7 separate regions of the Mus musculus genome follow, and regions 1, 2, 3, 5, 6 and 7 are each linked to region 4. Evidence: chromatin contacts called from public Hi-C, HiCAR-type and HiChIP or PLAC-seq data. All regions are on one chromosome and are shown on one strand. Each heading gives the region's core, a stretch centred on a gene start, on an enhancer-like site or on the middle of the called end of the contact. The rest is flanking DNA. Distances are from core to core; before and after follow the strand shown.

Region 1 (3,681 bases), core at 270-2,769, 630 kb after region 4:
AGGAAAACAGCGCAGCTAACAAGAAGTCCCTTCCTTCATTCCAGCCCCAGGGTGTCCATCTGATGACAGAGTCCCTTCCCTCACCCTGGCCCCAGCCAGGGTGTCCACTGGATGAGTGTCCTTCTCACACAGAAGCAGCAAACAGCTATGCTTAAACCTAAAAGACGCAGCTGAAGGAAGAGACCTGTCCCCCGTCTTGTCCTTTGAGGGCTGCATGACTAATGAGTGAGGCTCTCATGTACAAGGCTGAGAAAGGTGATTAGCCTGTGGGCTTTGCCCATGTGACCACTCTTTCCAAATCACCAGACCTCCTGCCACACTTCAGTTTTCACATGGAAAATGGAGTAATGGTGCTGTATGGTTTGACAGTCACCGGAAATTATGGTGCTAACGGCCACTGCCTTGTTAGAGAGGAGCGGGACTTCAAGAGGTAAACAGGTCCGGAGGCTCACAGATGTAGAGCACTGTATTTAAGGGGGAGCTTCGAATGTGAGAAGCACCAGCCCATAGTCCAAACGCAATAAAAAAGAAGGGAAAAGAGAGAAAGACAACTGAGTGTTATTAGCATGCGTCTTTCTGCTTCCTGATCTGCCCCGATATGAGCAAGCAATGTCAGGTCCCTAAGCCAGAAGATGTGCCTACCATCACGTTCCCCACCCTCAAAACACCCTCATAAACTGTTTCTCATCACACATTAGGCCATAAATAAATAAATAAATAAATAAATAAATAAATAAATAAATAAATAAATAAATAAATAAATAAATCTAACTATATAACTGCTAGGCTATATTCTATTTACACGGCAGTCCTACCAGGCTATCCTCCACATTTCCGTGGCTGTCATACTAAGGCTGTACACTATATTTCCATGGTAGTCCTACTAGACTATATCCTACATTTACGTGCTATCCAGCGGCTTGCTCTATCAGCTCAGGATTTCAGTGAGGTCTAACAACTCAGAGGGCTTAGGAAGAAATCCCGTCTTGGATGGGTATCTGCAGGGACGGTTGACTCTAAGGGCTCTCTACTAGCTGCTTAGTTAACATGACAGATAACAAGTCCTGCCTCTAAATCAGGGCACTCTCAGAGGCGTCTGGGTTTAGAATTTCAAAATAACAAAGAAACAAAATACAACTCATAACCCACTCTCCTTCAAAATACTCAAGAAGCCAGGACACACCCAGAGTGTCCCAAGCTATGCTGAAATCTCAAATCTGAGAGAACTACGTCCTAGCCAGCACTCACTTGAGCCCAGGCCTAAGTCTGACCCATTGCTTATGCAGCACATGTCTACCCTCTCTACACCAATTGCCAAACAGAACACCCAGTTCACTTCAATTGTCAGATAAATCTTTTTTTTTTGTTAGTAGAAATATGCTGCACAGAGCCTCCTGTGTTTTTATTGGCTAAAGCTGGCAACCTACCCACAGATGGGTGGCAATGCCACACAGAATTCTCAGGGGAAGACAGTGCTGCCTCAAAGTTCTTCACAATTACCAGTGGAACCTGTTGTGCACACTCCCACGCTTCTGGCTAGATGCCCACTCTGTTGCCTTCACAGGAGGGGCCTGAAAGGCCATGTGCTGGGATGTAAAGACACATTTTTTTTTCAGACAGTGGACACTGGGCTGCAAGGGCTAAACAAAGAGAAATAATAAAAACTTTGAGGAGGCGGGGAAACCAATGCTCAGAACTCCCCGCTGGAGTCCCGGGCCTCCGTAGAACAGTGTAGAGCAGAAGAACACAGGAAACAGAAGAGGTGAGAGTAGCAAGGCTGACCCCTGCCAGGGCAACAGTGGGAGTGGCGACTGTGGTAAGGCTGTTCGCCAGGCTCCTTCATGCAGCAGGAGTACACACTTACACTGGGATGGAGGCCACTGGGACATGAGAAGAGGGCCAGCTGCTGGGCCCCTCCCACACTGCATCTTTGATGCTACCTGAGGTCTGCCTTGGAGGGTGTTCACAACACAAAGTCTCCTCCTCCCTCCAAGTGGCCACAGTGAGAGCAGAACTGTACATGGTGTGTGGGTGGTCTCACTGTAGCTCCAGGTACTGAAATATGCTTCCAACATGGGAAAACTAAACCAGCAAGCAGAGCCACAGCCAGGGGAGCACTGACAGAATCTGTGCTCGGGATGACTCTCCAGAACGAGCCTCATTGGGCAGATTCTGTGGCAGTGGACATATAGGACTCGTACCCATTTAAACCAGTATCACCAATTCACACACAGACAACTAGACCAGAAAGAAAAACCTCACTGACTGACTTGAAAGATACATCTTCTTCAGAGAGCCTGATGCGCTTGTGGTCCTGTCCTCAATTCTGATTACCTCCTCCTAAACAGCTTACTGAGCTACATGGTTGAAGATCTCTGAGCTCTACAGAAGGAACTTCATCCCAGAAGGAATGTGCTCTGTCTACAGACACAGGCCACTTCCTAGGGTTGTCACTCACATGCAATGGCCACCATCCCATAGCTTTAGGATCTGAATTTACACTGTTTATCCAAAAAGGATGGAACAAAGATACAGAACAACCAGAAACTTTGACTCATTGATGAGGATCTGATGTCAGTACCAGTGCTCATTCAAATGTACTGTAGCATGGCTGCTGTGAAGATGGCCATCATGGGCTGTTGCCTTGGCTACATCAGTGATCAACTAAAATGCAAACTGCCTCGTGTTCCTGTGCAGGCTTTCTTAATCAGATCTTTTGGTGTCAGCCCACATGAAAGGACATGGAATCAGGAAACTTTCCCTTTTTGCCTTCTTGCCCTCACTCGCACTGGCAAGTTCATCTATCCTGTTGTTAAGGAATTTATTCACCTGAATTAGAACCCACTTCTTCAAGATTCCAATATATACTGAAGACCAGTTACCTTCCAGGACTTAAGCCCCAACTGGAGCTGCTAAGAGATCTACCATGCTGGACTGAAGTACTACCAGACTCTCAGCCTTTTCATCCTGAGCTGCCATTGCGGACCCGGATCACAAGCTGTAAGCCAGTGTAATAAATCTCATATGTGTGTGGGTGTATATATTTATTCTATCAGTTCTGTTTCTTTAGAGAACCTTGCTTAACACAACACCAAAAGATACAAATACTGTAGTAAAAATATTTTTATTCAATTATTTTTACTAAAACTACACAGGAAGATTCTTGTTATACAAATAATCACAAAATAAATTTACTTCATGGCAAATAAGAATTTTCTGTCTGTTTATAATAGATATAAGCAAACCACAATGAAACGAGACAATACATAATGTAGGGCATCTAATCATTTAGAAACTGTTACTCAGGATAAAAATGTTTATGTATAAGTCAACTTCTTGTCAGTTGTAGGAAAAGGTTCCCCTAAAAACATAAAAATGACTGGAGATTGTATAATACTGCAGAATTTCAGTATACATTATTTAACCTTCTTAGTAAGAAACAAAAATATTTATGTAAAATAAAAGAGCCAATGTAAAATCTAGATAATCTAGGTCATGTGTCATCAAAATCATTTGCCTACAAATAAGAACCAGAAGGAAATTTGTTGTGCTTGATTAATTAAATTTGTACCTATAAGTTCTATTTAAAATAAAGTATTATGTTTTTAATCAATAGTAGAAGTGTTCAAATAAATCCATGAAGGCCAATCGAAATGTGACACGATTCCATTCCACTGAGTT
Region 2 (3,829 bases), core at 196-2,695, 680 kb after region 4:
ATACTAATATATGCCATAAAAGGCCTTGATAATGACTGCTCCATTTTAATTTCTCACTTCTTTGGTGTTACAGAAAGCTGACTTCTACATGGAATATTTAGTGTTTGAAAATTAAAGTCTATCAATTACCTTGAAATCTCATAAAGAGAGATGATTTTTGTTTAAATATATATTTATAAGTTATATACAATTTACATATACATATGTGTATATAGATACATATATGTGTGAGTGTGTTCATATGTAGGGACTGGGGACATAGCTCACAAATCAAGAGCTCTGACTGCTCCTCCACAGGATCTGAACTTGGTTCCCAGCATCAATGTTGAGCAGTTCACAATCACCTGAAATTTCAGATTCAGGGAATCTGATACTCTCTTCTGGACTCCATAAATACTGGTGTAAGTGTACTTCACACACACACACACACACACACACACCACATAAATAAACATACACAAACCTGAAAGTGTGTAAAGCTGTCCAATCACAGATGGAGAATGATACATGAAGCACGGACAGCACTCACTGTTCCAGACTCTAAAGACTCACTACCCAAAACCTTAAAAGCACCCCGCGAAGTGCTGCCACTGGCATTCTCTCCAAAGATGAAACAGACATAGAAACATAAATAATCTGACAAATATCGCAAACATTGCACAGCTGGTTAAGTAGGTGAACCAGACAGTCTGGCTCCACTACACATGGCTGCAACCATTACACACGCTACATGTCATAACCTATTGGAAATAAAGATAAGTTTGATAATGCTTAACAAGCTCTTTAATGGGAACATAATAGAAACTATTTCAGTTGTCTTGCTGATCCCAGTATTATTTTGCTTTTCTTTTTAACTGTAAACCACTATCCTAAAAGTCTATGTGTCTTGGAGGGTTAAACACACAAGTGAAGCCTACATTTCTGGTAATGCTCATTACTGTTAGGAAAATAGTCAACAAAGATTACAAAGGGCTACTTGTTAAAACCTTCTGCAAAAAGGCAAGCATGGAAGAACATGGCAGCCCAGCACTGAGAGGCTGAGGCAGCACTGTAAGGTTAGGGCCAGCTTTAAACGAAACACAAGAAAACTTCATTTTCTTTCTAGTTTGGTGATGAGTATATGAATATACTGACTGGGATTGGTACTTGGCACAATAAGGAAATAAACATATTATCTTTGGAGGACATAAAAGAGCAGGTGACTAATGAGAACTTTCACAAACTGGCACATGATGCAAACTTTCAGCACATCAGCTGCCCGGGGTTGAGGTGTAGGTAGACTACCCAAAATAATTAGAGGTCTGCAGGAAGCACAGAGTTCATGCTAAGTGTGACTCATGCATCTCACAGCAAAACAAAATCCTCCAGACATTTATCTCTTCCAAACAAGACACTGGGCCTGGCAGCGGCCCACAAGCAAGAAAGAGCACGTGAAAGTCAGACACTCATGTGCTGGTTAAAAATAAAACGGTGAGGAGGCTCGTGACGAGCCATGACTCCAAGCTGACCTCTAAGACACACAATGCCATTTATAACATCCACAGAGTTTCAAAACACCTGAAAGCAGCAACATTCACAAGACAACTCAGAAGGAAAACTAAAGACCACTTAGTAAGTCGGAGTCCCATTAAGATCTGCTCCCTCTGAAGAACAAAATCCCAAGATGTCTGTCACACTGGCTTCAGTGATGAAGCCTCTGTCCCTGTGAACATGAGGTCAGTGTAGTCACCCCTCCCTGCCGTTAGCTATGTAGGCTGAGTCCACAGGTGTGAAGAAGAGATCTACCTAGCCCAGCCTCCCTCCTGAAGGAGAGAAGGCTACAGACAGGCTGCCACCGGTACCTCCACACTGATTCTGTTTGAAAGGTTGTGAAATCATGACCCAGAGCAAGAACCCTTTCAGACACAATTCAGGTCCCAGCTGTTAGGAAAGACAAAATGTTCCAAAAGAACTCACCTCCCCACCCCACCCCGCAAAAGTCAATAAACAAAATGGGAAACCAAACCCAAGGAAGCTGCCATGAAAGTAAGAGCACAAGGCTGAGGCCTGGGACGGAGCCTGACCAAGTGTATTTAACAGGGTCTCACTGAGTCACAACTAATAACCAGCTAGTACCTATAGCAACAAACAGGAGCCATTTGTGATCCATTATTGTACTATTATCATCAGCAACATTTGTAGATTCTTTCTAGATTTATATGCATGGATGTTTTGCCTGAATATATGTATATGTTAACTATGTGCATACCAATGGAGGTCAGAAGAGAGTATTGGATCCCCAAGAACTGGAATTAAGATGGCTGTGAACTATATGTGAATATACATGAACTATATATGAAGATGCTGAGAATTGATCCTAGGTCCTCTGTGAAAGCAACAAGTGCTCCCTCCAAACAACTGAGCCATCTCTCCAGCCACAGCAACAGTGTTAAAGTAAATGCAGACTGTCACTGAGTGATACACATCCAGGCCCAGAGCTATCAGAGGAACAAGGACATGTTTCTTATGTTCAGGGCAGTAGGTAGAAAGCCACAAGGATACATGGTGTCATTACTAAGGGCTGGGGGTTGGGGGTGGCAGAGACAAAGAGAGAGACAGAGAGAAATACAGAGAGAGATAAAGAGAGAGACAGAGACAGAGAGAAATACAGAGAGAGACAAAGAGACAGGGACAGAGAGCAGCAAAACCCTATAAAAGCAACTGAACACTCCCTCTCCCTCTGCATGCATCTGCTTAGGCCAGTAACTATCTTTTACCAACCAGTAACCCACTTACACCCCTTAATAAGCGCCCAAGCTTCGGAGGGGCTCAGTTTAAAAACCTGTTATAATCATGTACAAATAAATCCATCCTGCCCACTGAAATCAGTAATTCCATATAGACTTTATTGAACATTTAACCTGTGTGTGAGGAATAAAAAGGTGACTAGACTATAAAGTTTGAAGAGTAAAGATTCCACAAGAAAGGGATAGAAAGACACCGTGGAAAAGAAGACTCAGGAGAAGAGCTACACATAAGAGAAAGGATTAATAATGAAAACCCAACAACAGTCCCAAATACCACCAAGAGCTCAAAATTGAGAAATTGCTCTCTTTAGCCTCATCAGAAGAAAACTGGGGAGCATGCAGGGGTGTGAAGGCAGCAGAAATCTAAGTAAATATTCAGCCAGATTTAGCAGTTAACCACAAGCTGCAGGTAGAAGAGTTAAAATGTCTTACTTTTTTATTACCGCAAATACACCACTTCACTGAGTATTTATTCAACAGGATTTACTGGGCCATGGCATTGCTTCTAGACAATCTATGTGTATCGGCCTCTCAGGAAAGAGTGTAACAGCCCCCCATTTCCTGCCTGCTAGAAAGTCTACCATATGTGAACTGTTCTCTACAGTCTGGGCAGGATCAGAAAACCGCTTCAGACACTACAGTGCTTCAAAGTGGGAAGAGGTCCTTTGCATGATTCCATAACTTCTGCCCACCAAGGAAGCACTCCATTAATGGCTTTGAAGGAGCAAGCAGTCACAGGGTAGGCACCGCACTGCACAGAACTCCGGGTAACCTCCAGTGGAGCTCCAATAAGAGACTAGGGACCTTGACACAGCAGCCTATAAAGAACTGCATGTTCCAAAACACACAAAACTTGGGAAAGTCTCCTCCTGGTTACAAGAGACTTAAATGCATGGCAGCTACTGCAAACATCTTACTGCAGGCTGGCTGAAGAGTACAACACCCAGATACCTGACTCATAGACACAGCCACATTTGAGTAACATTGTTACACATCAATAAATGACTAATGCCAAGACTCTCCTCAAGGAGGCTTTTTTTTTT
Region 3 (3,978 bases), core at 93-2,592, 570 kb after region 4:
GAATTTTTGTTTGTTTGTTTTTCAAGACAGGGTTTCTCTGTATAGCCCTGGCTGTCCTGGAACTCACTCTGTAGACCAGGCTGGCCTGGAACTCGGAAATCCTCCTGCCTCTGCCTCCTAAGTGCTGGGATTAAAGGCGTGCACCACCATGCCCGGCTGATTTCTTGATTTTTATCAAAATAATTCTAAAGAGGATTGTTCACTTCATAGTTGATTTATAGAATACTGTTAACTAAATCTGCTACGTGGTTTAGGAAAATAAAAGACCCATCAATCAGATAATTCGTGCATATAACTGTGTAAAGCCCCCCTAGTGGTAAGTAATTTTCTCTATTATAAATGTAACACCTTTTTACGTTAAGAATCTAGGAAAATGGAAAAAATTAATAACTGCCATCTCCCCTTGGGGTCGGGGGGATTCACATTCTATAAGACGGGCTGGAGGGGGAGGCTGGCTTGGGGTCGGGGGGATTCACATTCTATAAGACAGGCTGGAGGGGGAGGCTGGCTTGGGGTTGGGGGGACTCACATTCTATAAGACGGGCTGGAGGGGGAGGCTGGTTTGGGGTTGGGGGTATTCACATTCTATAAGACGGGCTGAAGGGGGAGGCTGGTCTTGAACTTGGGATCTTCTTGCGTCCAAGGGCTAGAATGGCAGGTGTGTGCCACTGTGACCGGGATAATCCTTAGTAAAAGAAAACTTTAAGTCTCTCAAAAGAGAATTTCAATTTATCTTGAAACTGCTAGCATAAAATTATTTCTGACACTATCTACTGGGATGAGGAAAAGTGAAACAATTTTTAAGAACCAAAACAAAAAGTTAAAGATATTTTTGTAGAGCGTGGGGGTGCATGCCTTTAATCCTAGCACTCTAGATGCAGGCTGAGTTTGAAGCAAGCGAGGTTTACATCCCAAGCTATACTTAAATACTAAGTTCCAGGCTAGACAGCACTGGGAACTTAGCATAGGGAAATCAGGTCTCAACCACCAGAAACCCTTACAAACACCAAACTTGACAGGATTCTGCCCTCCTCAGCAAAGCGCTACCACTACAGGCATGTGTGAAGTTTCCATATTAGCATAGCCAGAGAAATATGCAAATAACAACAAAGGTGACTCAGAATTATAAAGCTATACTATTACAGCAATCATTCCTGGAACTACAGTGTAACAACTGCAAAAACTAATTCATACAAAAAGGAAAAAAAAAGGTAAAATAGAAAGGAAAATGGGCAATACTCTTCCTTAAAGACTTATAAACAGGGACCAGGAGAAGCCCTTGACTGGCTTGATTCAGAGGAGCAAGGACATTTGCCAGGCTTTTCCAAATTACAAGCAATCAGTGATGTTGGCGCCCAGAAAACCATGATCTCAGTCAAAGTACGTCACTGAGGCCTGCAGTGAACTTTGCTGAAAGGAAGTTTTCAGGCTGCCTGAAGAGCAAGGTGATTCCCAGCCTGAAGTCTTAGGACTCGTTCTAAAGTTCCCTTATCTGGCAGAGGGAAATTCTTCCCAAAGAATATTGCTTTGGTCCCCCTTCCTCAAAATGTAATGGCCAGAGCCTGACGAATACAGAGGAGGAAGCATGCAGCCAACCATTGGACTGAGCTCATGGGTCCCCGATGGAGGAGTCGGAGAAGGGACTGAAAGAGCTAAGGGCATTTGCAGTACCATGAATGGAACAACAGTGTCAACAGGCCAGATCCCCTGGAGCTCACGGGGACTAGACCACCAACCAGAGAATACACATGGAGCAACCCATGGCCACATATGTGGCAGAAGATGGCTTTGGACATCAATGGGAGAAGAGACCCTTGGGCCTGAGGGTGTTAAATGCCCCAATGTAGGAGGATGGAAGTGGGTGGGTGGGGAAGCACCCTCATAAAGGCAGGGGGAGGGAGGATGGGATGGGGGGTTCCGAAGGGGAGACCTGGAAAGGGGAAAACATTTGAAATGTAAATAGGGAAAACATCCAAGAAAAAAAATTTAAGTTAAGAAAGGAAGGAAGGAAGGAAGGAAGGAAGGAAGGAAGGAAGGAAGGAAGGAAGGAAGAGAGAAAAAAAAAGAACCCCAGCAGCAGAGACCCACTGCGTGTACTATATTTGTGCAACTCAAGTGGCCTCTGCTTCCATCCTATCAGACTAGAATTCCATGCAAGGCATCCGGGGGACCACCTCAAGTCTCTCTTTTATAAAAAGAAAGAGGGAAGGACAAGGAAAAAGGTTCTAAGATTCTGAATTAGACTTGAGAGTCACCAAAATGTTATCTTTGGCTAATGCTAAGGCAGAACTGCTGGTGTCTCTTGAGGACTCTCACTCATGCTTCGTATGATTTAATTCAGGAACCCTTTACGTGAGGCGACCATACTGACCATACTCACCCTCTTGGGCCTGTTGTCCCTTCTGAGTATAGCTCTTTCTTAACGCTTGTGTTTAAGTTTTATTTTTTATAAAATCCCACTCTGCTTCACTTTACCAAACAGTCCTGAAATCCTTTCTAGCTTTGAAGTTATTCAGAATTCCAGTTTGATGGTCTGAGCTGACATCCTTAAAAGTCTAGAAAACTAACTCCTAAGGTTGCGGGGGGTGACAGTATGGAGCTGTGTCTCTGTCCCCTTACTTCTGACAAAGCGTCACCCAAATGCAATTATTTGAGTCGCACTCATTTGAGGTTCAGGACAAACCTAGGCAGGATGCTTCCTTTACGAAGTCTAAGACTCAGAGCACACAGCACAACAGTGCACTGGCCTAAGACTCAGAGCACACAACACAACAGTGCACTGGCCTATCAGTGCACTGCCAGTCAGCTGACCCCAAGCTGGAAGGTCACTGAGGATGACCTCTTCTGTACACGCAGTACAATCCAGAAGCTGATATTGACACTGCTCAATGCTTCAAAGGCATGAGATCAAAGTTCCGTCTCTAGCCCAGGAAGAGACAGCATCCTTAGGTGCTACAAAAAAGACACTGCTATGCCTTTACCTAAAAATTAATCCAGGCCTGGTATGTTATTGCATGCCTTTCATCCCAGCACTCTATAGGAAGAGGCAGGCAGTTGTCTGTGAGTTTGAAGCCATCCTGGTCTACATAGTCAGCGCTAGGAAAGCAAGAGCTACATAATGAAACCCTGTCTCAAAAACAAACAAGCGAACAAAGAGTTAATCCAATTGGATCTGCCAATCACACAAACAGATACATCTTCCCAGTAAAGCTCTGTTCCAGATAAGGAAGTAGGGATGTAATTTTGTGATAGAGCATGCACACAGTCCAAACTCCAAGCCTCAGTAAACACACATACAGACACACACACACAACTTAAAAATATGTCAATATAATGGTCCCTGGCTATTATCTATGCTACCACTAACAAAGCTGTCCTTTGCAATGGGCCTTTGGCCACTGCCCTCACACCTGAGGATGCCTCCTTTTATAATGTCATAAACTTTCTGCCTACGGTCTAAACAACTCTGTCTGTCTCATCTGAATTCATGTAACTGAGATTTTAAGGTCTGGTAAGAGAAACCCCAGTAACATTATCCCTGTACCCTAAGGTATTTCCTGTGGAATAGCCAAGCAAGGATTACACAGGGTTATGAGTAATGGACCATGTCTGGGGGATGGATGGAGGGCTCCGTGGTTGAGAGGGAGGCAAGGAAGAAGGCAATGCTGCAGAGTGCAAAGACACCGATCCACACATTGATCTTCCTTCTTCTTGATTTTCTTGTGTTTTGCAAATTGTATCTTGGGTAGTCTAAGTTTCTGGGCTAATATCGACTTATCAGTGAGTGCATATCAAGTGACTTCTTTTGTGATTGGGTTACCTCACTCAGGATGATATCCTCCAGATACATCTGTTTGTCCAAGAATTTCATAAATTCATTCTTTTTAATTGCTGAGTAGTACTCCATTGTGTAAATGTACCACATTTTCTGTATCCATTCCTCTGTTGAGGGGCATCTGGGTTCTTTCCAGCTTCTGG
Region 4 (3,481 bases), core at 833-3,332:
TTGTTTGTTTGTTTTTTGTTTTCTTTTTTCCCTCTCTCCTCTCCTGCCTCTTGGCCCACCTTCTCCCCGGCCCGCGCTCCCTTCAGTAGGTGAAGACCAGGTTAGAGATGCTGGACTCCAGCCAATCTCCCGAGATCATCTCGCTCACCTCGGGCGTGCAATAGTCCGGGAATTCGAAGTGGGAGCCTGAGCCGGGTTCGAAGTTAAAATCCAGGTCCCGATCGAGCGCCGATGAGGAGCTGAAACTGCCCAGGGACATGCTCTCAAAGTTTGAGCTGGGGTTCAGGTCGAGCAGGTCGTCTTCGAACTCGTCGTCGGACGACGAAGAGCCCGAGGAGGAGGAAGAGGACGAGGAGAGCGAGGAGGACGCGTGCGAGGGCGCGCTGGACGGGGCGGGCGAGGCTGCGCGTAGGCTGGCGTAGCCGCGGTGGTCAGCGGGCGATCGGCTGGCGGCTGGCGATGATGCTGCGCTGCTGCGGCCGCTCAGACTCCGGCCATCGGGCGAGCATCCCGGGCCTCCATCTTCGTACAACCCCAGTGGATCACTGGGGTCGGCGCTCGCTCCCAGGCCCCCGACGGGAGACGCCGAAGCGCCCAGGCTTCCAAACAGGTAGACGCGCTTCACTTTCTTGTCGGCAGGGTGTTTGGCTGGGGTGGCCAGCGCACTGGACGGCGAGGAGGAGGCGGCCGGAGTGGCCGCACTGGGAGTCCGCACCTTGTAGACGGCCGTGGGCTCCCCCAGGGGCAGCAGGGCAGCTTGCTCTGGAGAGAACGATGCAGCCGCCTTGCTGCCGCCCGCCGGGACCAGCTTAGCGTGGGGCTTGCCGACCGAGCTGCCCGCCACCTTGGGGCCACAGCTCTTCTTGGGCGCGGGCTTGGAGCTGCCGCCCGCGCCACCCCCCGCGTGGCTGCTTCCCGCGTGGCCGCTGCTGCCCGCGACCTTGTCGCCCTTCTCCCCTGGCTTGGCTGTGGCCGCCGATCCCGCGCCCGCGTTGCCCGACTTCACCTTCTTTCGCGGCCGGTACTTGTAGTCAGGGTAGTCAGCCATGTGCTTGAGGCGCAGCCGCTCCGCCTCCTGGATGAACGGAATCTTGTCGCTGTCCTTGAGCAGCTTCCAGCGTTTGCCTAGCCGCTTGGAGATCTCGGCGTTGTGCATGTCGGGCGACTGCTCCATGATCTTGCGCCGCTCGATCTGCGACCACACCATAAAGGCGTTCATGGGCCGCTTGATGTGGCCACTGGGCGTCTTGCACCAGCTGGGGTCGTCCGCCTTGCCGCCCGTCGACGCGGTGGAGCCAGGCGTCGGGGAGGACGCGATGCCCAGCTCCAGGCCGGCGCCCGAGTCCGAGCTCTCCCCGGCCAGCAGAGCCTCAGTGTTCTCCGCGTTGTTGGTCTGTTGTACCATGGCCCCGGCTTGCCGGGCGCCCACGCGCGCTCACACGCTCGCGGCGCGGTCGCCGGGCCCTGCGGGCTCCCCGGGGCGGAGACCAGGGTCCCCTGAGCGGCGCGCGGGCCAGGGGCGGCCGCCTCCCGCCGCCAACCTAGAGTCCCCGAGGCCCTCCGTCCTCCCTCACCGCTGAAGTGCTCCCTGCGGGCACCGAGGCTGGAGTCGGCCGCGGCGAGGAGTTTCTCCAAACGTTGGTAGCCGGAGTATCTTCCAAACGCAAGTTTCTCGCCGCCTCCGGGGCAAGTCTTTCCCCCACCCCTTTCCCTGAAGCAGTCGATTGCAGTTCACGAGAGCTCGCGGTAGCTCAGGAAAGCGACATCGTCTCTAGCGCCTAAGTCCCTTTCCTGCAGTGCAAAGCCAAAGCGACTCTGGCTCCGGGACTCTCTGTGGGCGGAATCGGCGCTGAGGAGTTGGTGCAATTATTTTGTTGCAAGGTAGGAAGCCAAGAAGCTTGCATGCAACAGACCGGCATGAATAAATGTATGTTTCTCCCTCCCTCCTGCAAGAAGGGGAGCTGGTTACCGGCAGAGTTCCCCCACTGCAGACTCTCTAAGAAACAGCGTGCAAGAACTGGAAACCGGGAGGGAGACGGCCCTCTTCCCCTCACTCTGTTTCTCTGGCTGCAGCTTAGAGCAGACCCCAATTCCGCCTCGCGCTTCTTTATCCTTTCTCAGACAGCCAATCAGCCGCTGTAACTAACGCTTCCTCGTGCCAAGCCCCTCCCCCGTCCTTCCCATTGGCTTGGAACCCGATGCAATAATAATCTCCGCGTGCAATGAGAAGCTCCAAATCTGACCTCATTCCAATTTACAGAGCAAACTTTTTAAAAGGGCTAGAAGTACAGCTGAGATTTCTGCTGCCTCTTTCCCCCCCACCTCCGCCTTTTGCTGGGTGCGCGCGCGTTTGCCTCTGTGTGTGTGTGTGTGTGTGTGCGCGCGCGCGCGCGCGCACGCACGCGCATGTGTGAAGAGGATGTTAATGCATGAAGTTATTAAGGGGAGAGACGGAAATGTATTCTAGCCATTATGTTAGATAACAAGGGGCTTGGAGGGGGGGTAAGGGTGAAATACTGTAAATGGAAGCTTTCTGCTTAAAAGCCGAGTGATTATTTTTATTAGTTCTTTTCAGCCCAGGAATAAAGAATCAGCCTTTGGTGCAAAATCTCTTTTCTTAGCCCCTTCTTAGAGCTAGAGATGTAAGTGGGGGGAGCCACAATAATAAATCAATGGATATTGAAAACCATTAAGAAAGTGGTACCTAGACACCTGTCATCACAATTATTTTAACAACTCTGGGTACAGAACAAACGTTGGTGTATTGTGTAAATCCCTTCAGGATGCTATCTGTGCTGTTTGTGAAAGGCAGGGTTTTTTTTTTTTTTTTCTTTCTCCCCTTTTCAGTAATTACTTACTCTTTTTGCCAAACAGAGGTTAACTAGTTATTTAATGATTTCACTTCCCCTATAAATCCTGGGTAGGCCAAACAAGATTTTCTGTGGAACGCTAAGGCAGTGGCCCATAATTACCTCAATAAGAGACTTTGTGTGATTTCTGTATAGGGCGATCATGGTGAATACAGGATGGGATTGACTTCACTTTCTAAATGTTTGTTTTCCACAATATCCAAAGGATAGATGGGTTCGCTATGTGCTCTCCTTCCCCCTCTCTTTCTTACCCATTGTCTCCCGTGTGTCTGTGCTACTTGAAGCAATTGGGCCTAAAAGACCAAGAAGAGAAAGGGGTGGCACAGGGGAGTGGGCTGCTGGACCTATCTCAAGTCCCTCTCCTGATCTTTCTTTCTGGGTCTCATTGTCCTCCTCTTCTGTGCTTTGGGAACCTTGTGAGCTTTATAGAGGGCTTGTGTTAGTGCCCGGTGAGTGTGTGATTATAAACCACGGATGTGTGTCCTGAGCCCTCTGGATTCTAACACACATTCCGAGTTCTCCCTAATGCAAATGCCACTTCTAGTAAGAGCAGCACGATGTTCGAGAGACTAAGGTGGGAGGTGGTCACCGGTGGTGAAACGTAATCGAAA
Region 5 (3,520 bases), core at 515-3,014, 710 kb after region 4:
GGGAGATCAGAGAAGGGAGTACACCTCCTCTCTCAACTAAGCAAATACAGAACACACCACCTCTTTCTGGCATTCCGAGGAGCTGCTGTATTTGCACTGTGAATATTACAGAAGCAGAAGCTAGCTTACAAGAATTTTGCAGATGAATGCAACTATAAAAACAACACACATCTATTATTTCTAAAAATTTCATAAAATCTGAAAAAATATATTGAAGCCTAAATAGTGCTGTCACATCTGATGAAGTACTTAGAGCAAAGAGTCAAGGGGTCTACAATCGAAACATAATTCAAAAGAACAACAGGCACTGAGGGACATGCAGAAACAGATGGATCAATAGACCCAGGACAATAAATATAAATGACAGCATCTTCATGGTGTATGTACAGTGTCCACTGAAAATTCTTTCTCCATTACTGTTTGAAGATTTTTTTAACTTTAAAAAAAAATTCAACAATTGCTGCACTGTCATATGCAAGGTTCATCTTGGAAGATGCAAAATAAATTCCATCCATTGCCTTCATCTTGAAGGATGAAAAATAAACTACATCCATTGCCTCTGTCTTTGGGGCTCTGGATCCCGCAGCCATTTTCAAGGGTCACCACACTGGCATCGGATGGCAATGCTGTCTATTCAACTCTCCCTGACTCTGATTTTGGAAGATGCCCTACCAGGATTTTTCATTAACATTTCTGCTACATTGAAAACCTGATACTTTCTGGCATACGGAAAAAGGACATGAGCATCCCCATCGATTGATGGAGGTTCACACTTTTTCATTGTGGTGATTAATGAATTAATAATCAAAGAAATTGTACTAACTCTGTATACAGGGAAGCCCACCCAGATCCCAAAGAAGTAAGGTAAGTCAGTCCCATGCTTAGACTCCAGCTGAGAGGACTGGAAAGCAGGTAGAGAAGAAAGGAATTCGTAAATATCACTTCTTAGACCAGATGGTTTTAACGACTCTCTGGATACCTAAGAGTAAATGTGAGTTCCAAAGATACTGTGGCCTAAATCAAAATATATAGAAATATTTTAATTTCACTGTTATGGTAGGGGGTGGTAAAGAAGAGAGAGAAAAGTGTTTGCAGAAGTTCTCAAATTGAAAAAAACTGAATAAATCATTAATTTAAAAGGCAATTACACATGTAGGCACATTAACAACAAGGTGTAAAGGAGATGCCATCAGTAACATGTTGATAAAGCACGTGAGCTAAATTACCTGGGAAGGCAAACGGCCATACCAGCTCTAATTTTATCTGCACCCATAGCAAGCACTCAAGATCATTAGTCTGAATTATGGATGATAATGGTAAAGACAATGAGTTAAATATGGGAAACTAGTGATTAAAGGCACGTGGCCAAGGGATATACAGTGACTCGAGTATGAAACGTCTCCCACAGATTCATGGACTTGACAACTTGGTCCGCGCTGGTGGTGCTGCTTGTGGGTGGTAAAGCCTGGGCAAGAAGCCTGTGCTAGGGACAGCAGCACAAGCCAACTTTCAGTCCCCTTTACAGTTGACAGTCAGACAGGATATGAAGAATTAGCAACCTCAAAGAGGCAGAGATGCTCCGCCAGGATGCCTTCCCACCAGGCAAACAAGGCCCTCCTTTCTCCAGCAGCTTCTGTGTTACCTGAACTGCCTAGCATGTGCTATGATCTGCCTGGGAGGTTTGCATGTATAACCTGGAGAATATGCACACACCATGGAGTGGGAGGTGGGATCCTCCAGTGGCCTGTGACCAGCAAGATATGTAGCTTACCACTCTCTCCTACCTTACAGATACAGTCATCACCATTCTAATTTAGCTTTCCTCATATTCTAAGGAAAATGTCAGGAGAATAGATGAAAGTATGAAATTAGTTTAGGGGAAAAGCTAATACCAAAAGATAATGCAATGATGATATGTAAAAATTTCTATTAAATAGCAAAAGAATTCAAGAAGCCAGGACTTGGCAGTTTGAGAAGTTTCTCAGACACACAGAGGTTAAGTTTAAAGAAGTGATTCCACAGTGCAGTTAGCTGTAGACGCAGGCTTAAAATAAAGTACAAATTAATAAACTTCCTCTCTGCAAAACTTAGCAGGAAACATAAAGGGGTCAGTGACACATATGCCTCAAGGGACAGCCCTCTGCAACATGTCCCCTTCTAATCAGATGCCAGTCTTGCCCCTCACATGCCTGGGAATGACTCAGTCCTGATCTCCTTCTGTCCAGAGGAGGCCATCCCCCGCTCATCAGTGAGGACGCATCCCATAAGTGTCACATGCATTTGCCAAGTGGTAAAACTCTCAGCTCAGCTCCAGCACTCAGACCAGACTCTCCTCCCTCAGCTCAGTACCAGCCTTCCCAAGTGAACTGCAGACAAAGATTTCCTTTCTCTTCAGGGGTTTGTTTGTTTGTTTGTTTGTTTGCCAGATCAATTAATATTTTGAAATCTTTATTAGTAATAGTGGTGTTTAGACAGGTGTACAGTTGAATGAACTCATCACAGATACAGATGCGTAAAACCAATACCAAAATAAAGATACTGAAGAGTCCCTCACTCCAACGTGCCCTAGCCCACACAGTCTGTTGAGAGTTATAGGTGCTGCCCTTCCCTGAGGCACTTCCAACAACAGGAAACCACTGACCACTTCTCTGCTAACACAGTGTGGTCCTTGAGAGATTGTCATAGAGATACTTGATGGGCTTCCTCTTCATAAGGCTTTCAAGATCAATGCAGAGGACAATAACACTAGCTCTCATTCTAGATTGTGGCTCAACAGTACTCAATTTAAAAGAAAGTCGTTTACCCAGTGATCCCACAAAGGATACAAGAGCCATTTCCAGCTTATTGCAATTGAGAGACAGCTATCATAAAGGTTTTGTTTTTTGTTTTTTGGCATGTCCTATATGAGTACTATACTAACATAATTTCCCTTCCATCTCCTCCTTTATCTCCCCTCCTTAATTCCCTTTCAAATGCATGTCTTCTTATCCTTAATTGTGGTTACATATGAACATAGACATAAATTTATCAATCCAGCAGGCTGAGTGCCCTAGTGCTGTTCATTATGTATACGTCTTTGGGGATGCCAACTTGGGGGTGAAGAAACTGTAAGGGGAGTCTCTCAGAAGCCACTGAATTGCCTGGAGCTCAGCATAAAGTAGCCGAGCTCTAGATTCGCCCCTCTTCCACTTCTCTTCAGAAAGTAGCAGGACTCCCAAGAAGATCAACTGGGCACAGCATAACAAGTTACACTAAGAACAAGCACAAACTCTCATATCAGGGCTGGGCAAGGCTGCCCAGTAGGAGGAAGAGTCCCAAGAGCAGGTGAAAGGGTCAGAGACACCCTTAGGTGTGTGTTACTGCGGTCGCTGTTAGGAGTCCCACTGAAACAAGAAGCTACACAAGCACAGCATCTATGCAGAGGGCAGAGCACAGAGCCACACAGGCTCCACGAGGGAAGAATGGACTTCAGTCATCCTCAACGGTGTTTTACAAACTCTACTACCTCTGTGTTTCTTCT
Region 6 (4,035 bases), core at 139-2,638, 600 kb after region 4:
ATTCCCTTTGTTGTTTTGAACTCACAGATATCCACCTGCCTCAGCCTCCCAATTAAAGGTGTCCCACCACTGCCTGGCCTCCTCCTGTTTTTCACTTGTACCATGTTGCCCTTGTTAGCACCTTGCCCCTTCTTTTCATTTTTTCTTGGTGTCTTCCAAGCATCCTAGGTAAGTCCAGTACACTTTCTGTTGAGTGAAATTGGCCCAGCGAGAGGATGGTGAAGAAGGTCTGGGTGACGGACTGACTATCTTGACTTAGTCTCCTTTCTGAAGCTCCTTTGGACCCTCAAACCCAGGGTAACTTTTGTGTCACACAGGGTATATTTGTCAACCACAACACTGATCTGCAACAAGGAGGATGGATGTACCAGCAAGGTGTGAATATACTGTCAAGATGCTAAGAGTTTAATAGCTCTTACTTCCAAAGGTCTGGGATGTTTCCATTGTATGCCTGCCTTTGATCCTTGTGTCAGGTTAGATGGCCTATTCTCAGGAAGGTCTCCATTTATCTCATGCTACTCTTCGTAACATGAAACCATGACTTTCTACAGGCATGCTCTTATCCTAGAAACTCATTTACATCGCCATCCTTTGCTGTCCCTATTGCTCACAGTGTCATGACTTCGAAGTGTGTGATTTTATGTGGGCTCTACAGTTTTTTTGTTTGTTTGCTTGTTTGTTTTTTAATGAAGACAACTCTTTTCTTTATTCAATCTTTCATACTCATCTACTGAGCACTCTTGATTAAAACAATGTCAGTGAATGAGGAAAGGCCAAGACAGCTTTAAAGCAAATAAGAGAGTACTAAATCATGACAATTATAATTTCTTATCACGTTGAGGTGGGGATGGAGCAGAGCTGAGGGCACATACCCAGCATTCCTGGGACCTTGCCAGCACCACAAAATTTAAAAACAAAAAAAAGAGCCAGGCCTGTTTTACATGTCTAGAATTCAGGAACTGACCATGTGGTGTTTTCCAGACACAGAAGTTACCCTGAACAACACTGTGAGTCCTGCAAGGTCTTCCAGAACACCTCTGGGAGGCCAACAAGCCAATCACTGCTTTATATGGTCTGCTCTGGCACGTGCTATGAAGACAGCATCTGTGGCTACAATCCTGCCACCAATTAAAATGCTGGGTCCATTCCAAGAGGGACTTGCCTGACACCTTTGAGCAATCTTCTTCTTTTTCCCTTGTGATTTCTTCCTACCTGAATTTTGTCAAAACTGCTTTAGAATCTGGATCAACTTTCTTTCCAATCTAAAGGAATTTGCATATTACCATCAACTGTGTATCAGTAAAGCCCAACCCCCTTCCTACCAAAGACACATCCAGCACATTGTCGGGCCTCCGCCATGCCTGCCTCACACTTCCTGCAAACACAGCGAGACTGCCATAGTTCCGCTTTAACTGAGAGCACTTGCTTTTCTCAAGTGTTAAGTCAAAGTGTTAAGTACAAGTTGACATGCTTGTGACTCATTTTAAAATAGCAAATTATAATCAGCCAACACTGTATGAAGCATGAAAGTCATTCTCTAAATCACATGTCTACACGAACACTGAGCTGGAAAAATGTGGAGAACAAACCCGAAACATATCTCCTTCATATATTACATTACCAGTTTGTCATCAACCCTTGGAAGGATTTCTAAAATATGCTACTGATATTAAGGTTGCTATGTAACAAAACTCTCAACAAGCTCACTGAAATAATTTTTAAAATATATATAGTATGAGTGTCTGCTGTGAGTGTAGGGGAGTGTCAGAGGGCAGAAAAGGGAACCATGGAATGCACTGGAACTGTAATGATGGGCAGCTGTGAGCCACGCAGTGCGGGCAGTATAAACCAACTCTGGAGGAGCAGTAAGTGCTCTTAATCTTCGAGCCATCTCCCCAGATCCCCACGACCTCCTCCAAGCAACATAGCTAATGGTTAAATAACTATTGCCATTTGGGCAGTAAAATTTAGCAACTATGGTTGCTTTTAGCTTTTTGAAACATAACTTTTCTATACAAACGTAGTACAAAGAACACCCTTAATGAAAAACAAAACTTGTTTTTTTTAACAGTCCATGTGACTAACTTGGGCTTGGGTCCCAGACTCTGGATCTACAGTAATGTTTCTCAAATAAGAATTGTGGATCCTAGAATGTTCTTTTTCTTTGGAACAACTGCTCCTTTGTCCACATTCTTTGCTTGGCTTTATGTGGTATCTGCCATCAGATACCACAGAGCCTTGGACATGTGCCTAATTTTTTCTAGTTTGACATTTGGATACCTAATCTAAAGGTCAAATTCTGATGTATAGAAGTCCCTAAACTATGTTTCCTCCTTTGCTTACAGACAAATCCTGATGTTTCAATTCCTCCATTCCTTTGATTCTACTTGATCCCTACTCTCCAGAAGAAAAACAAAAAGGTAAAACTGTGAAGTTACCTCCAACTTAAGACACAGCATTTTTACAAACAGTTAAAATACAACATGAATACTGACTCTTGCTTGCAAAATTAGTCCAATATATTTGCAATTCTCAACTAGGCAAAGTCTCAAACTACGGGAACCAAAAAAATTAACTGTAGAGAAACTAACTAAAAGACAAAAAAAAAAAAAAAAAAAAAAGCAGCAAAGACCCATGGACAGATGCCAGGGGGCCTAAATAACATAAGGAGCATTAAATACTGATGACTATAAGGAGGAGTGGAGAGATGGCTCAGTAGCTAAAGCATTTGCTACTATTGCAGAGGATCCAAGCCTGCTTTCCAGCAACTGCATGGAGTAGCTCACGATTGCCTGTAACTCTAGTTCCAGGAAGACAGCCCCCTTTTCTGCCCTCCTTGGGAACCCTTTTACAAGTGGTGTACACTAATGCAGACATATATAAAAACATTAAAGTGAAAATAAACTGCAAAGTGTGGTAGTTCAAACCTTTAATCCCAGCACTCAGGAGCAGAGGGAAGGCAGATCTCTGAGTTAGAGACCAACACGTTCCAGGCCAGTCAGGTACACATTCGCACAAACACGCACGCACACGTGCACACACACATTAATCAAATATTGAGGAAGTACACAAACGTCAATGGGATAAAATGATAGAGAGAGGAGCTTTGCAAGTCTCATTCTCTCTCGGGACTGTGAGACCACAGACACACGTGACAATGGTTCAAAATGAAGCTTGTATGATGATCCTGAGGCTATCACATGGTCTGTGCTGGGGACATGTGTTAGCGTGTCAATGTGACTTTCCCTTACCTCCAGATGTTCTAAAATATATGGTGGATTTGTCATGCCCAGCCTCAGCATGGCTCCCTCAGGAATCACTTCCACCAACTTCCACAGGAGTGTGGGGAGATCTGTGCCAATGTCTCTGCCATAGGCCCCGGTGTCCTCGCTGGTCAGCCATATCTCACAAACACCCTCTGTGGATTAAAGAGGATAATTAACAATCCTTCACCACACAGCTGCTCATCCTTCTAATGCAGGATTTCTTAGCACTACTATGCAAGCAGGGTGGGCACTCAAATGCAGAGAGAAAGCAGCTTATCCCTCTGTGGCAGTGGGTTATTAAGTTCATTTTATGAACACCAGAGAGTTTCAACCATGTCATAAATCACCAGTGTGCCCTATGAAGTCATTAACATTCACAGCCAATCAGTTCAAGCATGCTTCTCCAAAGCACTCTGATCAAAGCTCGAGCTTTAGACCCACTCAGAGAACACTCACTGAACGCCGTAAGCCTGGGAATGGAGACAGTTCCTCCACAGACTAGGAACTCATTAGTCAGTCTGTTACCAACCCCCCCCCCCAATGTCAAACACAGTTAAGGATTAACTCACAAATTATTAATTATAAGAAACCCATTTTTGTCCATAGTAACTACTTTAATCTGTTTTCCTTTATTGAATTAAAATAATGCTCACTTTGTTTTCATATTTAAAAAAAAAAAGATGGCTGTGCACAAACTAAGCCTTGGAAACCCTTCTACACTAACTGGTTCAGACCTTAGGAAGGTTTGTTTGTTTGTTTGTTTGTTTGT
Region 7 (3,644 bases), core at 455-2,954, 640 kb before region 4:
GGTCCAAACTTGGAAACAGTCTGAAGTGACTCCCATAGTATTCAACCATTACAGTACCAAAAGGAATTGCAAGCAGGTCTCAGAGTGATCTGTATTTCTATGGCCAGAGCATCATTCCCAATAGTCAGGAGGTGGAATCAGACAGAGTGACCACAGACAGATGAATGAAAAAGCAAATGAGAAACAAATGCTAAAGCATATGCTCATGGGTAACTTTTATTTATTTGTTTTTTCCGAGACAGGGTTTCTCTGTATAGCCTTGGCTGTCCTGGAATTCACTTTGTAGACCAGGCTGGCCTCGAACTCAGAAATCCGCCTGCCTCTGCCTCCCAAGTGCTGGGATTAAAGGCGTGCGCCACCACACCCGGCTTTATGGGTAACTTTTGAAAGCACTATGTGTTGTGAAATAAATCCAAGCCCTAAAGAACAAATACGACATAATTCCATTATACAAAATAAGTCTCATAGTGAAGTTCAGAATGATAGAAAACGAAATGATGACTTGCAGGGGCTGATAAATGCACTCAGAGTTTCTCCTTCGCAAAGTGAAGAGACCTGGAGATGGCTGATGGTGCTACAGTATGAATGTACTTAATGTCACTGAGCTGTGCATGTAGAAAAGTAAAAGGGAGGCAGGAGGGAGGACATGGGGTGGGGGGGAGGGATAAAGGTTCTTAGTAAGTACCCACTGGGATACAATTTCTACTTCAGAAAAACCTGGGACACTCCTATCACAGTCACTGCTACTGTCACCATTTTACAGAGATGTGAATGGAAGTAGACGTGGAATGAGTAAAGTGTTTGCTCAAAGCTACACAAACAGGAAGTGGCTGGCCCTGGCTGCACATTCAAACTGTCTAGTGAGGGACTTCATAATGTTTCAAACTATATTCTGTCACTTCATAAGCTGGACTGTTTGCTGTGACCCAATGTCAACTTGCAATACCAAGCAAATTAAGACCTTTACTTATTTAAAACTTTTATGGTTGGTCTGTACTTCTGGGATTATAGAAAGGGTCATTCTCTGTCTCTCAGAGTCGTACATTTATGTACCACCATGAATTATATTTACAGTGTTTTTATCATAATGTTCACAGTTTAATTTATTGAAGTTATATATACTTCATGTGAGGTTTGTCTAAGATTCTTGACATATTTGCTATCACATCCCCCACATCGTAACATCCTGATTCTCACTTAAAGCTAAGTAGTTAAGTCATACAACTAGTAAAACTGAAAGTTGCTTCTTAATGTATTCAAGGCCAATATGTATCCCATAATGCCATACCACTCTCTGTTGCCCAACTTTTAATATGCTTACAAGTCACTCAGTTTCCTAATCCTGAGTTTGGCCTTGACTCAAATATCCTTTTAGATACTAGCAATGCCAAGTTATCTTTTATGCAATATATATATTTTGAAAATCTCTTTTCAAAGACAATATTGTTATCAGTTATCTTACCAGCAAGAGCTAGAAGGTGGGACTAATGAGCTCTCACGTCTGACATCTCCTAATCTGTGATTCTCTTATGTAACAGGGTAAAGACTAGAAGCCTTATACAAAAGGTGGAGAAGGAAAAAGGGGAGCATAATTTAGAGGCAGTGAGCTTCCTTAAAACCTTGATGTCTTACTAGAGCCTAATAGGTCTAGCTTTAAAAGTTCAGCCTCTTGGTTTTCACATAACATACCCTTGACTGCGTTTATTATTAATGATCTATGAGGGATGAGGGGGAAAGTCATGTGAATGGAATCCAGAAGCCAAACAACAGCCTCTCAGAAGCAACTGAATCTCGTCCAACTGCAGCATAATTTGGGGAATGAGCTAAAAAGCAGCGCTGCAGAAAATCCGGAGCATTAAATTTAGAGATTTAATCTCTAAAAAGTGTCGCTGGAAATTAGATGGAGAGACAGGTAGAGTGGCGCAGTGTTAAGGTGTGTTCACGGTTTCTGTGTAACCCTGAACTTTCAATCAGTTGGGTCTGGAGGCTCGGAGGCAGATCTCCTTCTTCATCTACTGTTCCCTGGCTCCCTGGTGCTGGCAAACTAAGTCAGGTTTGTGAAGGGTCAAATGTATTGAACTTCTGTCAGACTTTCCAGGGTGGGTAAAAGTCAATGATTTTCATCTTAATCCCAAGGCTACGGTGTGTTCAAATTGGGAAATCTACTCCATATGTTTGTGATATTAGTTCACAGAAGTCCTAAAATGTTTCTTGAGTTTTCCAAGTTTCCTCACCTTTGTAGATTTGCCAGGTTTGAACCATTACAATTATGTATTTGACGATTATTAGCTGACACTAGTGGCCTTTGTGACAATCTAGTCTTTTCAAAGCACTTTTAAAACTTCAGTCTCTTTTACATCCCATGACACTGTCCCCTGTGCAGACACAGTAGCCTAGAGAGGTAAAGGTCTTCAAGTGTGCCCAGTTCTCTATGCCCACAGCTGGGGACTAGACAGAGACTACCCAACTCCAAAATTCAAGTTCTGTTCATCACTAGTTCTAAATCCAGATTTTTTTTTTGATGTGAGAATAGATATTATGTCTAAAATACGGACTATGCCCTGGTTTGAAAGGACAGAGAGCCCTGCAATGCTCAGCCTAGCACATTTCCCAGGTGACCTTGCAGAGATGGTAATATCAGATGGTTGGTAACTTATACAGCAGAATCTATTTATGTTGACTTTTGAAGCTGTAAATTAAATCACTCTGGGTGAAAGAAAATATAAGCAGTTTGAATTTGAACCCAAAACTTTTTTTCTACATGGGTGCTGGTACTTTGAGTGTGGCCCTCATAGTTAAACAGCAACTGCTACTAGATACTGAGCCATTTACCAGCCATAATTTTAAAACAACAACATTTAAAAAATTACTTTGACTCCTTTTCCTTTACATTAAATTGTTCTTTCAAGTGTGGTAAATATTTCCAAAGTTTCTAGAATATAAAGTGCAAACTGTTTCCCCCATAGCTGACATTTGCTCGCTTGGCAAACACTTGAGATCACTTTTTTTTAAGCCAACATGGAGAGATGATGTTGCTTGATCAAGAAAGCAAGAGAGATTTACAGGGCCAAGCTGACTTGCTGTGACTCACCAGCTCCTGACTTTGTTTGCATGAAGTTCTGTGTTATCTGTTATCTGAAGAAAACAGATATCTGACTCACTCTGGGAATATGCTAGCAGAACCTCCATCTAGCACAATAGAATATCACCAGCCATTCTCAAGGGCAAGAACTAAAAAACATGACAGCTAAAAGGTTAGAAGAGCAGAAAATAGTTTTAAGCATCTAGTCTATGCCAGATCCTGTGGCCAGTATTTCACAGAAGGCTAAGGTATTTCTTCTGGGATCTCCCAAACCTTCTTGGCTTTTTAGGTTTGGTACATTTGAACCATTGCAATTATGTATTTGATGCTTATTGTTGAACAAAGGGTGACCTTTGTGACATCACCTCCTACATAGGAAATGAAAGCTTTAGATAGAGCTAAGCTCTAACTCTAACTCCTTCTCATTTCATTAAACAGTGGACCTACATTTTAAAATGCATATGAAATACTCACTTAACTGGACTTCCATGCCCTAACAGCTATGATGAACGAATTCTTATAGAGTAATTCACACAGACATAGAACTTACCCAGTAAACATA

Evidence for each region. A called contact is a pair of places that touch in the nucleus more often than the background predicts. HiCAR-type assays count read pairs that join an accessible place to other places. HiChIP or PLAC-seq counts read pairs in DNA pulled down with a chosen protein or histone mark.
Region 1: a contact with region 4 is called in an H3K4me3 HiChIP or PLAC-seq map of neural progenitor cells, with 13 read pairs. The contact joins the enhancer-like site here to the promoter of Sox4 in region 4. A contact is called at or near these places in 14 of 39 promoter capture datasets (the C10 cell line, the HPC-7 cell line, cranial neural crest and 7 more), 1 of 15 datasets of contacts at CTCF or cohesin (the NIH/3T3 cell line), 7 of 484 Hi-C or Micro-C datasets (Sertoli cells, cortical neurons, embryonic fibroblasts and 4 more), 23 of 115 datasets of contacts at active chromatin or transcription factors (the SCID.adh cell line, T-cell acute lymphoblastic leukemia, bone marrow-derived macrophages and 17 more) and 2 of 9 other capture datasets (adipose tissue and embryonic stem cells).
Region 2: a Hi-C map of uterus shows a contact between it and region 4, with 4 times the contacts expected there. The contact joins the enhancer-like site here to the promoter of Sox4 in region 4. A contact is called at or near these places in 6 of 39 promoter capture datasets (the HPC-7 cell line, cranial neural crest, embryonic stem cells and 2 more), 1 of 15 datasets of contacts at CTCF or cohesin (large pre-B cells), 5 of 484 Hi-C or Micro-C datasets (the HPC-7 cell line, the N1E-115 cell line, cardiomyocytes and 1 more), 21 of 115 datasets of contacts at active chromatin or transcription factors (the 230-238 cell line, the SCID.adh cell line, T-cell acute lymphoblastic leukemia and 17 more) and 3 of 9 other capture datasets (adipose tissue, embryonic stem cells and macrophages).
Region 3: a contact with region 4 is called in a HiCAR-type map of fibro-adipogenic progenitors, with 7 times the contacts expected there. The contact joins the enhancer-like site here to the promoter of Sox4 in region 4. A contact is called at or near these places in 6 of 39 promoter capture datasets (the HPC-7 cell line, HPC-7-derived erythroid cells, embryonic stem cells and 2 more), 1 of 15 datasets of contacts at CTCF or cohesin (pro-B cells), 2 of 484 Hi-C or Micro-C datasets (cerebellar granule neurons and nephron progenitors) and 12 of 115 datasets of contacts at active chromatin or transcription factors (the SCID.adh cell line, T-cell acute lymphoblastic leukemia, cardiomyocytes and 9 more).
Region 5: a contact with region 4 is called in an H3K4me3 HiChIP or PLAC-seq map of bone marrow-derived macrophages, with 4 times the contacts expected there. The contact joins the enhancer-like site here to the promoter of Sox4 in region 4. A contact is called at or near these places in 6 of 39 promoter capture datasets (the 3T3-L1 cell line, the HPC-7 cell line, hippocampal neurons and 2 more), 2 of 484 Hi-C or Micro-C datasets (forebrain and myocytes) and 17 of 115 datasets of contacts at active chromatin or transcription factors (the 230-238 cell line, the SCID.adh cell line, T-cell acute lymphoblastic leukemia and 14 more).
Region 6: a contact with region 4 is called in an H3K27ac HiChIP or PLAC-seq map of vascular smooth muscle cells, with 3 times the contacts expected there. The contact joins the enhancer-like site here to the promoter of Sox4 in region 4. A contact is called at or near these places in 4 of 39 promoter capture datasets (the 3T3-L1 cell line, cranial neural crest, frontonasal cranial neural crest and 1 more), 1 of 15 datasets of contacts at CTCF or cohesin (large pre-B cells), 2 of 484 Hi-C or Micro-C datasets (cortical neurons and embryonic fibroblasts) and 15 of 115 datasets of contacts at active chromatin or transcription factors (SST interneurons, cardiomyocytes, embryonic basal ganglia and 12 more).
Region 7: a contact with region 4 is called in a Hi-C map of uterus, with 3 times the contacts expected there. The contact joins the enhancer-like site here to the promoter of Sox4 in region 4. A contact is called at or near these places in 3 of 39 promoter capture datasets (the 3T3-L1 cell line and liver), 8 of 484 Hi-C or Micro-C datasets (the N1E-115 cell line, adipose-derived mesenchymal stem cells, gonadal supporting cells and 2 more) and 9 of 115 datasets of contacts at active chromatin or transcription factors (the SCID.adh cell line, craniofacial prominence, embryonic limb bud and 6 more).

What each region holds. Positions count from the first base shown.
Region 1 is chr13:29,580,687-29,584,367 of GRCm38.p6, forward strand. All of the region lies in intron 9 of Cdkal1 (CDK5 regulatory subunit associated protein 1-like 1), which reads right to left. Among named protein-coding and RNA genes, the nearest start is that of Cdkal1, 270 kb to the right of the region's middle. Within about 2 kb of position 1,520, at least 14 of the 459 cell types and tissues checked have an H3K27ac peak or open chromatin away from gene starts, as enhancers often do. A contact at or near this core is called in neural progenitor cells and neural stem cells, where this site is marked.
Region 2 is chr13:29,636,631-29,640,459 of GRCm38.p6, forward strand. All of the region lies in intron 8 of Cdkal1 (CDK5 regulatory subunit associated protein 1-like 1), which reads right to left. Among named protein-coding and RNA genes, the nearest start is that of Cdkal1, 220 kb to the right of the region's middle. Within about 2 kb of position 1,446, at least 55 of the 459 cell types and tissues checked have an H3K27ac peak or open chromatin away from gene starts, as enhancers often do. A contact at or near this core is called in the HPC-7 cell line, adipose tissue, bone marrow-derived macrophages and 4 more, where this site is marked.
Region 3 is chr13:29,525,734-29,529,711 of GRCm38.p6, forward strand. The region is part of intron 10 of Cdkal1 (CDK5 regulatory subunit associated protein 1-like 1); the gene reads right to left. Among named protein-coding and RNA genes, the nearest start is that of Cdkal1, 330 kb to the right of the region's middle. Within about 2 kb of position 1,343, at least 5 of the 459 cell types and tissues checked have an H3K27ac peak or open chromatin away from gene starts, as enhancers often do. A contact at or near this core is called in fibro-adipogenic progenitors, where this site is marked.
Region 4 is chr13:28,951,617-28,955,097 of GRCm38.p6, forward strand. Sox4 (SRY (sex determining region Y)-box 4) reads right to left here and starts at 2,083. Exons shown (of 1, transcript NM_009238.3): 1 at 1-2,083. The coding sequence starts at 1,405. The coding sequence ends at 83. All of the region lies in intron 1 of Gm46405 (a long non-coding RNA gene), which reads right to left.
Region 5 is chr13:29,661,472-29,664,991 of GRCm38.p6, forward strand. All of the region lies in intron 8 of Cdkal1 (CDK5 regulatory subunit associated protein 1-like 1), which reads right to left. Among named protein-coding and RNA genes, the nearest start is that of Cdkal1, 190 kb to the right of the region's middle. Within about 2 kb of position 1,765, at least 26 of the 459 cell types and tissues checked have an H3K27ac peak or open chromatin away from gene starts, as enhancers often do. A contact at or near this core is called in the HPC-7 cell line, the SCID.adh cell line and bone marrow-derived macrophages, where this site is marked.
Region 6 is chr13:29,548,978-29,553,012 of GRCm38.p6, forward strand. It overlaps Cdkal1 (CDK5 regulatory subunit associated protein 1-like 1), which reads right to left. Exons shown (of 16, transcript NM_144536.3): 10 at 3,252-3,418. Among named protein-coding and RNA genes, the nearest start is that of Cdkal1, 300 kb to the right of the region's middle. Within about 2 kb of position 1,389, at least 39 of the 459 cell types and tissues checked have an H3K27ac peak or open chromatin away from gene starts, as enhancers often do. A contact at or near this core is called in cardiomyocytes, cortical neurons, heart atrium and 2 more, where this site is marked.
Region 7 is chr13:28,310,552-28,314,195 of GRCm38.p6, forward strand. No RefSeq gene overlaps it. Among named protein-coding and RNA genes, the nearest start is that of Gm34385, 17 kb to the left of the region's middle. Within about 2 kb of position 1,705, at least 37 of the 459 cell types and tissues checked have an H3K27ac peak or open chromatin away from gene starts, as enhancers often do. A contact at or near this core is called in the SCID.adh cell line, granulosa cells, pancreatic cancer cells and 1 more, where this site is marked.